2 separate regions of the Mus musculus genome follow, and region 2 is linked to region 1. Evidence: chromatin contacts called from public promoter capture Hi-C data. All regions are on one chromosome and are shown on one strand. Each heading gives the region's core, a stretch centred on a gene start, on an enhancer-like site or on the middle of the called end of the contact. The rest is flanking DNA. Distances are from core to core; before and after follow the strand shown. Region 1 has its middle 15 kb from the start of Gm13710. Region 2 overlaps Ctnnd1 (catenin (cadherin associated protein), delta 1).

Region 1 (7,043 bases), core at 495-2,994:
CATCACTAAGAAGGCCTTTGTTATTCACCAAATATCAGAATTGCTTTCAAAGAATTTACCACCATTAGATACTCTTATATAGTTATAGCCGCTCTGTTCCTTTAACACAAGTGCACATGAATTTCATCAGTTCTGTTTATCACTGTTTTTAGCCTTCCCTTGAATAAAGTGAATGTTCAATAACACTTAATGAAATGATGGATGATGGATAGATGGATGGATGGATCCATAGATCCATAGATGGAGGGGAAACTGGAAGACTAATATGGCCAAAATACATTGATTACCCTTAAAATTACCAAAGAATAAATTAAAAATATTGTATAAGTCAAAGTTCCCATGTCCAAAGGAAACCCAATATTGACAAGATCAGGGAATGCCACAAGGAGTGGGGCATTGCTTGTTTCCACTCATCATGAGTTATTAGCAGATTTTAAGTGAATTAGTAATTTCTTGATTCTTCTCCCAAACACTAGACCTCACCGTCCTCTTAAAGGCAAAGCCTGTCAATGGCCAGGCAGAGGGATAGATGGGAGGATGAGAGATTTTTAAAAGATTACATCATGTTTTGCTTATGAATACCAAAATAAGAAGAAAGCTAGAAAAGAATGTGAAACCTTTCTCCTTAGGAGAAAAAAGAGCATGAATGTCTCATGAAATTTTTTATTATGCTTTGTTATAAATCAAAACTACCTCCACAGGATACAGAGATCTTTTCTGTCTCCCCAAGAAACAGTCAGTAAAGTTGTCATTACTCATTATTCCTTTCTTACAATGGATTTGTTTTGGGGGATGTGATACAAGTTTCTGCTTCAAGGTGGGTGTAGGGTCAAGAGCAGAGATTACTCACAGTGCCCGGCTCTGCTGAGTTACAAGAATAGCCTATTGTATTCCGCAGCCCCGGAGTCCTTATCTCTGCTTAAAGAGAACAGAAAATGTGCAACCTTGAAATACAGAGGCCCATTCACTTTTGTAGGTGAAACCAAAAGAGCCTTGTACTGTTTTAGAAATAAATGAAGTCCCAGTTGGCTAGCGGATACCAAGGGAAGACAACAGCCTATTGAAAGGTAAATTCATCCTTTGTACAAATAACCAAACTTGAATACCAAAACTAGTTCGGAACTCACACACCCATTTAAGATGACTCTAAGCTTGGTGTAGTATGTCTCATTCCTTCAGCTGAAAGGTCTAATTGTCTTTGAGACAGCCTATATCTATGATCCTAGAGCCCCGTGTTTTACGTTGTTTCCACTACAGTTCCCTCTCCAGACAGATCCACTCTTCCTGATTAGTGTAGCCTTCAATAAGAAAAGACAATCAATTCTCCGATTCATCACCTAGAATGAATCTCCTCTCTGGAGATTCTGGCTTTAATCATCTCCAGACCCTGCTCTTCCCCACGGCCCCGGCAGTCACAGCACTCCTTTGCTGCCGCATCTTTCCCTGTGGGTAACTTTGTGCTGGTTTGAACCTCTGGGAAAGTCAAATCTACAGGCATGCCTTTCCCCTTTAGAGACTGCCCCCAAAATAAATACAGAGATCTACTTTCCCTCTCAGCCTGCATTCCACAGGCTTTGCTTCTGTTTACACTCGGGAAACTGTTTCCGGGATTTGTCTGGAATAGGCCAGTGTTTGCTCCACGGTTTCAGTAGTCACCTTGTCTCCCTCACGTCAGATAGGCAGGTCAGTCTGGACTCTTAGGTTCTTGAGAGAGTGGAGTGGAAACTTGGCAGAGTACGTACCTGACCGTTGAAAAGAATTGAGACACACCAAACAAGGATGAAAGGGGAAAAGCTTAACGTATTCCACTGTGCCAGGTTAACCTTTGTTCATGGTTTGGCATGTGCCTTGTATGCCTTTCCTACTACGTATGAGGAGAGAAGGAAATGGGAGTGGTTCCAAGGCCAGCCAGGGCGACAATAAAGATAAACACCCGCACACGGCTCACAATTGGACTGTATAATGTGGCAGTGAATGGGGTCACTAGGGAAGAAGCGTGTGATGTCACAGCACAGGTGGGGATGCCAGGCCTTCAGAACGCGTTCATGGCTATGTCCATGGTGTACCCTCTGTCTTCTCTAAGTGCGCTGCCGATCTTTCTATGCCAGGCCTCCACCCCAGATCCCAAAGGCATTTCTTCACACAAACAAATCTCCCTCCTGGCAAGCCTTTGTTTTTACACAATAATTCCTCATGAGGTAGAAAACTAAAGAGGGGCTGGTCTCCTCCCTTTTCTTCTTGGGGTCGTCAGTTCTTTTTTGCTTTATTTTGTTTAATGTTTGTGAGTGTTTGCCTTTCATGCGTACATGCTCACTGTGACTGTGCCTGGTGCCTGCAGAGACCAGTAGAGGGTCCCCTGGAACTGTCTATATAGACAGTCCTGAACTACCATGTGGATGTTGGGAACCAAACTTGGGACCTCTTGCAAGAGCAGCAAGGGCTCTTACTTGCTGAGTTCTCTCTTCAGCTCCAAGTCACTTGTTCCTATTGGCCCTGCCAACTCCTTCACCTCTTGCCCTAAGAAACCCAAGAAAACCTAGGTGTAAAAGCAACTTAACTTTTATTCCCCTGTTATAGCTGTTGTCTGGGAGGCTTACTGCCTCCATCTGCTAATCTAGGCCTAGAATGGTTTCAGCCTCTGAGACTTGCTGCAGAGTAAGGTTCCCCTTTCTGGTTCTTTCTGAACTCTGGCTGGCTGGTTCAACTCAGCTGTTCTGGCTCAAACTCCCCTCCCAGCTGACTGATTTAAACTGGCTTCTCTCTTGGCCTTTGAATTGCCTCAAACTAACTTTTCTCATCATCTGTCTCCTTCTCATTCTCTGGTTCATTCTGTCTTTACCTGTGCCTAGCTTGTTCTCTGTAAAACTCTACCCTGCAAATCCGCCTCCTCCTCCCTCTCTGTACTGCGCCACTCCTCTCTCAACGCTACTGCTCTCCACCAACTCTACTGTATTCCTTCACTGTACTCTCTTCTTCCTCTACTGTCTCTCCCTTAAGTAGCTTCCTGTCTCGTGAAAGTCGGACCTACCTCCGCATTCTGTCAGATCTTTCTCTGATTCACTTTCAAACATGGGTGCTTCCTTCTACAAACTAGCTTGACTTTCATTGTTTGGGATCAAAGGTAAGTGCTAAGGGCTGAGCCACACCCTAACTAGAAACAGGTTCAAGTATCCTGTAACAGCCAGGGATCGGAGGAAGAAGAGTGTGAGAGGTTGATATTCTGAGCACTAGGCCAGAATTGGGTGGAAACAGGGAAGTGGAATCCAGCCAGAGAGCATACCTGGGCAGCCACAACAAAAGGGTGACATTAAAGACAGAACAGACAATTCTTGGGCTAAGGCTTAGGGAACACAGTGGATGAGGAGAAAAATCAGTTCCAAATGACTTAGGAACCCAGATGCCTCACCCTAGGTTTCCCACAAAAAGCAACAGCTGGGATAAGGCACGATGCTGCATATTAGATGGACAAATTGGTACAAATTGGGCTCCTTGTGTGTCATCAGGGAGAAGAAAGGATTGTGGGTCAAATTGCAATGCCCAAATCAAAAATGCTTATCAAGTGGATAACAGGAAAGAAAGAGGAAGAGACAAATCTAGACAACAATGTAGGTGGGAAAATGAGCTTTAACTCTGTACTATATTCTCTCTCTCTCTCTCTCTCTCTCTCTCTCTCTCTCACACACACACACACACACACACACATCTTTTCTACTTTCTCATCTTTTCTACCTGAGCCAACAGCTACTCCATCAGAGAGTCACAGAAGATAGGACGAATGTGTCTGACCAGAAACACCTGCTTACCAGAGCGTTGTGAGCAGCCACGCATTCTATATGAACAACTTAGATGATGGCCCGTGAACCTAAGAACGTCTCTGCAAGATGCCATGGGATGCTGAGTATTTGTGTAGACATAACCCATCGTGTACCTCAGAAGAGCACGGTCGATTCCTGCCTTCCTATGAATATTCATCACACATTCTCTACTTCCTTTGTCCTAAGCTCTTTGACTACATACTTGGTTTCTCTTAATTTCTAGGAGGCTTTCTTGGTAGGTTGGCTGGTAGAGACTGGGTCTCATGTAGTGGAGAACTATCTTGAACTCTTGATTTACAAAGCCTGCGCCACCATGCCTGACTAGGAGAGTTGTTCTCACGTAATGCAAACAACCATAACTCTCTGACAGAAAGACTTTCATTTTGATTCTCATTTGTCTTTGTTTTTTAAGACAAACTTCCTCTGTGTCCCCCTGGCTGTCCTGAAACTCACTCTGCAGAGCAGGAATGGTCTGGACTCATATCATATCCTCTTGCCTCTGCCTCCCAAGTGCCAGTATTGAAGATGTGTGCCACCACTGCCTGACTTCATTCTGATTCTTGAGACACAGAAAACAAAGAGCTATCACATCTCCAGACCACTTTGACATGACTCGGATGTCTGTGACTAGATAGAAAGAGATGGAGCTAAGCCAGAGCAATTCACAGAGAGAAAGAAAAGAAGACACTGCAGATGCCAGGACATAGAGTCAGGAGCAACCACTTTGAGGAAGAAGGCTGCCACACAAAGAAGCATCGAAAGCCAGTCATAATGACAACTCTCCATTGTATCATCAGTGTATCCCAGGAGGTGAAGTTAGCAAGGCAAGCAGTACACCTGGAATTCTCTGAAGTTGTGAAATGTACAGGGCTAAGGCCCGATGGAAAACAAAGGAAGAAGAGTTCAAACAGAGAGCACAGAAGACAGGAGCCAGGTATGGATTCATTTGGGAACCCTGGACTGCTTCAGATTATAAATCTCTTGAAGCAAAAGCAGGGAGCTAAGCATGTAGACACTGTAAGTGGAAAAGTAAGAAGAAGCAAAGCTTGACAGTCGTGAGTTATGGCTCAAGTTTAAAACGAAATGTAAGCAGTTTGGACTGAATAGCATGGCTGAACTGAACCTCTCAGACAAAACTTCGGAGTCTAACTGCTCCATCCCTGATAAACGTCAAAATGAGAAAGGCAAACACGTCCATCAATGCTCTAGGGTGACCCAGGTATCTCCTGGCCTCATTTACAGATTTGGGGTAATTATTCTCAACAATAAAAACATCCCAGATTCCAGGAAACCTCTAACCATCACTCCCTCGACATTCTACCCAGATGCAAGAATTTAGCACTTAGGCTATTTTTTTTTCAATATAACAAGACAATTTCCTTAGCAAAGACTTTTCCTTTTGATAATAAATTCTCCACAGGCCACAGAGACACAGAAGACCAGCCAACCAAAAAACAGGAAGCAAACCCCTCTTTAGGTCAAGAAACCTAAAGAGAAGTGCATTTTTTTTCTTTTTTTTTTTTTTTTTTTTTTTTTTTTTGGTGTTTTTGAGACAGGGTTTCTCTGTGTAGTCCTGGCTGTCCTGGAACTCACTTTGTAGACCAGGCTGACCTCGAACTCAGAAATCTGCCTGCCATAAGAAGCACAAGCTAAAAGGACTCACTAGCCTTTGTTCTGAAGGCCCAGAATTCTCTGCCTCAACTTCAACCCAGTACTTGCCCCATGGCGAACTCTGTATCCTTGCTTCCTGTTCCTTCCTTAGGCCCTGGCCTCTGTGCTAGCTACATTAATCTCAGATTACAGGCCCCAGGATGACTTTGACCTTGGGAAGGTAGTGACGCTGAGCTAACAGTTTGTTGTTTGAGGGGGGATTTCCAAATGAAAACATATCCAAGGTCAATCAGGAAAATGCCAACTTGCAAACTGTCTCACTCTGCCAAACAAGGATGATATTTTTAAAACGGTGCTTATCTTTGATGTGATCTTCTGGGGGACCTGCTAAGGTGGGACCGAGGGAATCTTTTTCTTTTTTCTTTACTTTCTGGCCAAGTAAGCCTAGAACACTAACCAGATTCTCACCTACAATTTTACCTAAATAACAGCTGATTTTTTTTCATACTTTTCGATCTTTTTGTTACCAACGCAGAAGAGTCATATTAGGACATTTCCACATATGTATACAATGAGCTTTGAGCATCCTCTTCCTCTCTGCTGTCATTTTGTACCCTCTCCCTCTCCGTTTCTCCCCCCCACCCCCCGCCCCAGCCCCAGTCTTGTGATGCCCTTGTTTTGCTTCCTCCATCCAGATCCCACACATGAGAAGAAGCACGTGGTCCGAGTTTTACGAGTCTGGCTTCTTTCTCTTAGGATGACACGAGGTAGACACTTCCTCTTAGTAGTTCTACACAGTTTCCTGAAAACAAGGATATTTCATTCTTCTTTGAAACAAGGTACAATATCCAAAGAGGGTCACCATTGGGTTCCTTCTTCTCTGAACACACACTACTCCTACCAGAGGGGAGTCCAGTTCCTTTGACCCTGAATCCAGATTGCTCTTGTGGCTAGAGATAGCAAGTTAATTTACAGAATATCCTGTTTAGTTTCTTCTTTTTCAAAATAATGTTTTAATATAAATACACCCCAAATAATTCCATGAGCCCACTTATACCAAAACTTACTTGCTGTTGGTATGAAATATAAATATTACTATTCATCATATGCTTGATCTGATTACTCCTCCTGGAACCTGAAGAAATGATGTGCCAGTTGCAAGATCGTCATAGGGCCAGGGATACAAATCTGTGGCAGAGTGCTTGCCTAGCATGCATGAAGCCCTATTCTAAAATTTCCACAGTCTTGTTTGGTCAACTTCCATCTCTCTTTTGGAATCCTACCCTGAGACCCCCATACTATGAAGAAGCCCAACAGGCCATGGGGAAGGCTCACATAGAGAATCACTAAGTAGCAAGACAACTCCATGATCAGCAATGTACAGTGGTATGAGTGACCCGAAGGCTACACCATGAAGAACAGAACCATCTGAGCCCTGCATAAGCTCCCAGCCCATAGAAGTGTCAGAAACAACAATTGCTGTATCTTTAAATGAAAGGGAGGGAGCTGTCTTATGTAGCAACAGACAACTGAAATAACCTGGAAGGGCCATCTTGAATTGAAACTCAAGACTTGGTGGGGTCCTCCGTGGCATCTCCATGGAGCACGGCTACTCTG
Region 2 (7,438 bases), core at 3,365-5,864, 93 kb after region 1:
CCGGTCAATGAGGGGGAGAGTGCTATCATCATATGAATGGCTGCTCTGGCTTCTAGATGCATTGTTTAGATTCACCTGGAGACAAACATAAAACCCAGTGTCATAGAAACCTGAAGATGCCCACTTCTTCCTGGCCCCTCCTCCTAACCATGCACCTCCTGCTTCAGAAGCCCTTAAACAGCATGGGTTTCCTTCTCCACGTTCACTACCCAAGCCCTCACTCACACATTCTTCCTAAAGGGTTTAGATGCTAGGTGCCTATTGACAGCGATAACTCCTCAGAAAGAGTCTGAGTCTAGGCAGTAGCACATATCTATAATGCTAGTGGGAGACAGAGGTATAAGGATCAGAGAATGGTAAGTACATGGAAGGATCTGAGAAGATAGGAAGCAAGCTCACAGTGGCCATATATTATCACTATTTACTACCAGCACCATCTACTTACTGTATGTTCAACATTGAGAGAGTAGAACTACTTCAGCAAAAATAAACTGTGAGCACCACTGTACTAAAAAGTAGTGTCTTTACTATCTTGGAAAAGACTTGGACTTAGAAGAAACAGAAGACAGAGGAGTAAAAGAGAAGAAAAGTCAAAGTTTCCGTCAAGAGTTGTTGCACCTGGAAGTCTGATTTCTTCCATCCTTCTTTTTCCAGTGGCTTCCGAAGCTCCTTATAGCCCCAGATTGTCTGCAGGACAAGAGCTGCTGCCCGGACTTCTTTTTCTGAACGATTCCTGTGAAGGAAAGTAACGCCATACAAAGTTTAGTTTTCAGAACAGGGAATTTTAGAACCTATACTCTCTAACAAAGTGGTTCTCAACCTTCCTAATGCTACATATAGTTCCTCACGCTATGGTGACCCGAAACATAAATTTATATTTATTGCTACTTCATAACTTGAAACCCACATGTGAAAACTACTGCTGTAACAGCACAAGGATATAAAAATGTAATCATGGAAGTCAAATTTCACCAAATCCTATACTGTCGGAAACACTGACATAAGTAGTTTGATATAACAATCCATGCCAATTTATAGACAAACATTAAGAATGAAAATAGATCAACACCTCTCCATATGTCACAGGAAGGGGCTGTAATCTCACAGAATGGAAGAGGAAAATTCTTTTCTAAAAACTTTCTTCTTTCATACTCAAATTCTTTTGGCTGTGATTAAGTAAAAGCTCACCCTGATTTGTTGATCAACACCAGCTTCTCAATACCCTGCGTCTCTCGAAGCTTTTTGGCAGCTTCTAAGTTCTCAGCGATAACTTCGTTGATGGTGTTCAATATGGAGACCACAGTATCTTCAGAAAAATTCCAGGAGGAGTTCTGTTGACCTCCTGGCAGATTCTTTACCAAGTTAGGAATAGCATGCTTGCCTACAGCAGTAAAAGAAAAGGTCAGGAGGTGGCTCACAGTACAGTGATAGCAGGAATCAGGCCAAGTGTAAGTTCTAGCCATACAAACCAACTCCATTATCACATGAGATTATCTCAAAGGCGCAAAGAACATGAAACAGCCATAAACTCACTGCCCTTCATCTATTTCCTCAAGTGAACAGAGACAATGCAATGCTGGATATTAAATATACTATCTGGTCTCTTCAGACACACTAGTGAAAACAGTATGTTCAGTATAATCTTATGATAATCTATGAGACATAGCAATTTTTTTTTTAATTTTATTTTTTTGAGACAGGGTTTCTCTGTATAGCCCTGGCTGTCCTGGAACTCACTCTGTAGACCAGGCTGGCCTCGAACTCAGAAATCCGCCTGCCTCTGCCTCCCAACTGCTGGGATTAAGGGTGTGTCCTACCACTGCCCAGTGAGGCATAACATTCTTTATGAATTTTTTAAAAAATCAGTAACTTGGACTCTGCCACTAAGTTACTAGTTTAATTCTGGGCAAATGAAAAAAAAAAAAAAAGTTCTTAACAATGCCTATAGATAGAGAAAGCAGATAGTCAACAAATAATAGTGGTTATAATGTTCTAGAAGAATCATCACTTCTTGCTTTTTTTAAGGTGCACTAAACCGTGAACCTTCAACACTAAGAAACATAAACTATGGAAGACTATAGTATCCTTCTCTTCAGTGATGTCAACAAATGAGTAAACATTTAGTGGAATCCAGACACTGTGCTAGGCACTGGTTCAGATCCTTACCAATTAACTCTTTGTTCCGAGCATCCACAGCCAGATTTCTCAGTGCCCCAGAAGCAGCTTTTACTACTCGCTCATGCTCACTCGTAAGGAGCTCAGCTATGGCAGAGAGAGCCTTCTCCTGACGAAGAGCAGAGCGGATGTATCTGCCATACTAGGAGATAGGAAGCACATTGCAAGCGGTGAAAAAGTTACCGATGGTAGCAAACTACTTATCTACACCCCTATCCCCAAATCCATTTTCTTAGAGGTACTCACTGTCCAACGCCCAGCACACAAGTTCTGGATAGCTCCGGCCGAGGCTTCTAAGATGGCAGGCGTCTTGCTCTCCTTAAGGAGTGAAATGTATATTCGCACCACTTCTGGCTGAAATAAGAGTTCATAGCCTGCACAAGAAAGGGCAAGACAGAAAGCACTAATCAATGCCTACAAACCAAGCTCGGCTGCCTGCACTGCTGCTCCTGCATCACTAGGCACCTCAATTCCCCTATTAAATCATAAGCACATTCAGAGCCTTGATTTCATGTCTCTTTTTTCTTAGGTTTTTGTTTTGTCTTTTAAGACACGGTCTTGCAATGTCAAGCAGACTGGCTTCAAATTCACATCAATCCTCCTGTCTTAATCTCTGAGTAAGGACTACAAGCCTGTACCACCATACCCAGCTGATCCCATGCTTTAAGAATAACTACTCTAGCCCAAAGCAGTGTCATACACTTTCAATCCCAGTACTTTTGAGGCAGAGGCAGGCGGCTCTGTGAGTTTGAAGCCAGCCTGGTCTACAGACAGAATTCCAGGACAACCAGGGTCACAGTGTGGCCCTGTCTCAAAAACAAACAAACAGCAACTAATCCATGGTAAAAAGAGAACAGACATTAACTTAGTCGCATTCAATTCCCCTCTCCTTGACTTGTACCTCATAGCTAACTTTAGACTTGTTTGTACCATAAGCAGCCAGGCTTAATGATTCAACATGTAAAACAAAGTATTTCTAATTTAACCCGGTCATTCTCCCCATCATGAATGTAACTAAATGATAGACAGCCCGAGATTTAACATAATTTAATTAACAACTTTTATATTTATAGGAAGCCAGCAAGTTTATATTCATTAATATCCTGGGTCCAAACATCTAAAGCCTGATAAAGACATGTCTTCTAACAGTCAGGCTCAAGGTCCAAAAAGCTGCAGTGGCCATTCAGAAAGCTAAGTCTCTCTCTTTTCTTTTCTTTTCTTTTCTTTTCTTTTCTTTTTTTTTTTTTTTTTTTTTTTTTTGAGGCATGCTCTCCCTCTGTACCTCCACAAGGCTTTGAACTGGCAGCAATCCTCCTGCCTGCAGTACTAAGGCTACAGGCATGCACCATTATACTCAGCCTAGTTTTGGCTCTAGACTAAATACTGTGACTTTTCCCAACACTTTCACTGTAACCTCAAATCCATTAAGTCAGAGAGAAATGTTAACATAGCGCACAGAACATGTTACCATATCCAAAGTCTCTGGAGAATAAGGAGGGTAGCTTACCTCGAGCAGGACTAGTTCTTTTAGGGAAATCCACTGTATCATTTGCTGGATCCTCTGTAGGCTTTTTCCCTATGAAAATGGAGAAAGGGTGGAGAGAACAGGGGAAATAATTTTTTAAAAAAGGAAAGATTCGACCTGGCAGTTTTTCATCCTTCAGTCAGAATCTTCAGATCAGAGATGCAGCATCAAAAGAGGCAAAAGAAGAGAAACCCCACACATAACTGTCCCAACAGGATGATGCAGAAACAAGGAAGACCAAAACAGGCAGTAGACTGTCCAAAAGGATGACCACTCCTGTGGCTGTTAACTGAGTTCTGATAAAAGGGACTGCTGCCCAGAAACAACATGTAAAACCACAACCCAGAAGATTTAAACTTATTCCAATGCTTTCCCTCAACTAAGTTTTCCTACATGCATCCATGGGGAAGGTTAGACAAAGAGATATTAAGAAAGGTAAGAACCAAACCATGCAAGTTAGGAGACAAGCGCCTTAAAAGATTGCACTCACCTCTGGAGAACCACTCATCTTCCAGTGCATCACCAAGGTGGAAAGCGAGGAGAGAAATGAAGGAAGAAAACGCAGGAGAAAGATGTCAACAGGATCATGGGCAAGTACACAAGAAAGCAGAGAAGGAGGAGGAATAGGGAGGAAGACCCCGGTGTAGCTGAGTTCTTGTCCTTCACTGCCCCAGATGCCAATACACTAACAATCGTCACCATCCTCACACACCACCACCACCACCACCACCACCACCTTACCACCCGTCAAGGCATGTAGAACAAGGGAGGAGCAGCAACAGAGCAAAAGGACACAACTCTACTAGGGAGACTTCCACGCTATTTATTAAATCCCTATAAAGCTAAGTGTTCCTCTTGTCCCATATTAAAGTACTGGAACTAAGCAAAACTCACCTTTGCCCTTCTTGGCTCCAAAGCAACTGGCAGCGTGTGGCCCAGTACTGTTAGCCACAGTAGGAAGGGCCTCCTGGTAACGCTCTGCCTGTGGGATTTCACGATGAACTTGGTATGATAAGTTCCGGAGGAGGCAAACACAATTCTCCACAAGCTTAGGGACATAAAACAAAAAGGTTCAGTTGGAAAAGAGAATGCTTATGATGACTTCCAAGAAAATCCAAGTCTCCATGTTTTGAGTATTAAAAGATCAATCCTAAATGCATAACTCAATCCATCTTCTCTCAGGTTGCCTTGTCAGTACCCCAAGATCCTCAAAATTCTTGTTTCCTTCATGCTAACAGGGTGTCTAATTATAGACATGTACTGGCTTCTACAACTAGTTGGTGACCCAACACTTAGGCCCCTGTTTTCCCTACTAAGAAAATATATAATGTGGAAGACTACTAAGCAGCTTAACTCTATATGGGACACACACACCTAAAGAAAACTATCTTTGGAGCTGAAGGGATGGCTTAGTCATTAACAGCACTTGCTGCACAACAAGTCTGGCATGATCTTGAATGCACCTATAAACCAGTGCTATAGGAACAGCATTGCTGAAGTACTTGCTGCCAGCCTAGCCAAAGAACACAACCTCCAGATTCAAGGTGAGACCCTGTCTAAAAAGAATAAGGTGGAAAGTGCCTGAGTAACAAACAAGGAACAAATGTTCTCCTGGCTTCTTCTCTGTGTACTTGCACGCACACACACACACACACACACACACACACACACACACATACACACACACACACACACACACACACTTCTCTTTGTCTAAACTAAATGCCCATTTTAGGGAGAGGGGGTAGCATAATAAATATTTTATATTACCTGATAGCCTGAGGTGGTAGGTCTGGACCACAGGCGCCTTAGTGAACAAAATTCACTTAGTCATTCATTAACTTACCTTACTGTCTGAATCCTTCTGCCCAATTTCTGCCTGAACGATGAAAATGAGGGCATCAACTAAGCCGTCACATTCCCGAAGTTTCCTCCGGGCTTCACTCCTCTCTGAGCTTACGTTCCTAAGGGAAACACAAAATTAAGTAGAGGACTTAAATCCATAAAGTGCCCCCCACAGATATTGTTCTTCATTTCCATCGAAAGCTTCCTTAAAACCTTTTGTATTCAGTACAATAGGCAATTGATACTTAAAAGCAAGGTACTGCAGTTGGAAATTGACTGAAAGTCTGTCTGCTGAGCTTTCTCAAGCTTGTGAAGTCCTGTTGAAAAACATGCATACCAGGAACTGGAACAGGCAGGCAGCGTCAAGAGCACTAGCACTGGATGCTCTTCTAAGGACTTGGGTTCAACCCTCAGCACCCACACAAAGGTTGTAGCTCCAGAGGATCTGACACCCTCTTTCAGGCTAAGTGGCAGATAGTTTACCCAAGATTATACAAGGCAATGGGTTTAATACCCAGCACCACAAAAAAAAAAAAAAAAAAAAAATGGGTTTGTGGGGAGGGCAGAACCAACATCAGTAAATCTAGCCAGAAGTCATTTGTTATATAGCAGCACAAATAAATACAGACAATGACAAAGGTGTTTAATTTGAAATACAGATGACCATGACAGGAACCAAGACACAAAAATCCACAACTAGGTAAGAAGCTTGTATGTGGGAGGCTCTAAAAAGGCGTTTACCTAATTAGATGAACAAAATCAAAGAGGAATAAAAAGTGAACAGGAAGAGGGAATAAACACACAAGCCGATAAACATGGTACACACAAGAAAGAAGCAAAGGCAGGTAGGCTGAGGTCGAGTACACACAAGGTAGAGTAAAGGTTGCCTAGAACATGCAATGTCTTGAATTTGGTCCTCAGTACCACAAAATAATCATAATTAAAAGAAGCAGGCAAGCAAACAAACAAACAGAAACTCAACTTCTAATTTAAAAAAAAAAAGAAAAAGTGTCCAACTGGGGTGCATGCATATATGTATGGGACTGGAGACTGCACCCAGGGAAGCACCTTAGCAACGAGTTCCATTCTATCTGCAGCCAAACCACATCCCTTGTTGAGACAGGGTCTGACAGGTTTATAGGCCAGCACTACCAACTCCAGCAAAAATTGAATCTTTATAGTCTTGAAAACCTCCACTTACCGAAGGCAGCCAGCAGTGTTGGTAAGCACTGACTCCCATTCAATATGCCGTGGCTTACAGTCTTCATTAGGTTCTCTCTCCCAACCAGAATGTGGAATGATAACTTCATCTGTCAAGGCATGTAGCGCATGGTCCACAATCTCCATTTTGATTGAATCATGGGATGAGAGATTCCACAGGGTTCCTGACAGGGACAATTCAGAGAGCTCTTTAGCACCCAAGACAGTATGTCTGCAGAATATCAGAGGCAGCCCTATTCTATTCCTTCTTCGTCAATGACCACAGATTTACCCATTACAGAGTCTAGGACTCCATGTAGTATTAGTCAGGCTTCTGGCCCATGGTAATATGTATTTTATAGTATAGTTTAATATAGGCACAAATAGCTTTACAAAACAATCTACACCAGTTTCTTTAGCTCAGCAACACAGTCACTTTGGACCACATAATTCTTTGCTGTGGGAAGTTGTCCTGTCTATTGTTGGATGCTTGCCCGTTAATCAGGCCCTAGCCTTTACTCATTGGATGCCAAGAACATGCTCTACCTAACCTCAAGTTATGACAACCAAAAGCAACTGCAGCAATGGAGATGTCCTCTTGGGGCAAAAATATCCTGCCAATTAAGAACCAATATTTCTTTTTCTTTCTGGAATGGTGATTATACCCCCACAAAACGGATCACCTTGTATAAT

The links. Capture Hi-C pulls out chosen DNA fragments and counts their contacts.
Region 2: a contact with region 1 is called in a promoter capture Hi-C map of liver, with 1.7 times the contacts expected there. The contact joins two enhancer-like sites. A contact is called at or near these places in 13 of 484 Hi-C or Micro-C datasets (the G1E-ER4 cell line, the HPC-5 cell line, the HPC-7 cell line and 9 more), 8 of 115 datasets of contacts at active chromatin or transcription factors (bone marrow-derived macrophages, embryonic stem cells, extraembryonic endoderm stem cells and 2 more) and 3 of 9 other capture datasets (adipose tissue, embryonic stem cells and liver).

Annotation. Positions count from the first base shown.
Region 1 is chr2:84,518,032-84,525,074 of GRCm38.p6, forward strand. No RefSeq gene overlaps it. Among named protein-coding and RNA genes, the nearest start is that of Gm13710, 15 kb to the left of the region's middle. RefSeq lists an enhancer at 1-2,772. Within about 2 kb of position 1,745, at least 108 of the 459 cell types and tissues checked have an H3K27ac peak or open chromatin away from gene starts, as enhancers often do. A contact at or near this core is called in liver, where this site is marked.
Region 2 is chr2:84,608,342-84,615,779 of GRCm38.p6, forward strand. Ctnnd1 (catenin (cadherin associated protein), delta 1) reads right to left here. Exons shown (of 19, transcript NM_001085450.1): 7 at 6,747-6,930; 8 at 5,547-5,664; 9 at 4,595-4,748; 10 at 4,191-4,208; 11 at 3,683-3,751; 12 at 2,422-2,549; 13 at 2,167-2,317; 14 at 1,189-1,381; 15 at 619-733; 16 at 1-75. Among named protein-coding and RNA genes, the nearest start is that of Ctnnd1, 39 kb to the right of the region's middle. Within about 2 kb of position 4,615, at least 3 of the 459 cell types and tissues checked have an H3K27ac peak or open chromatin away from gene starts, as enhancers often do. A contact at or near this core is called in liver, where this site is marked.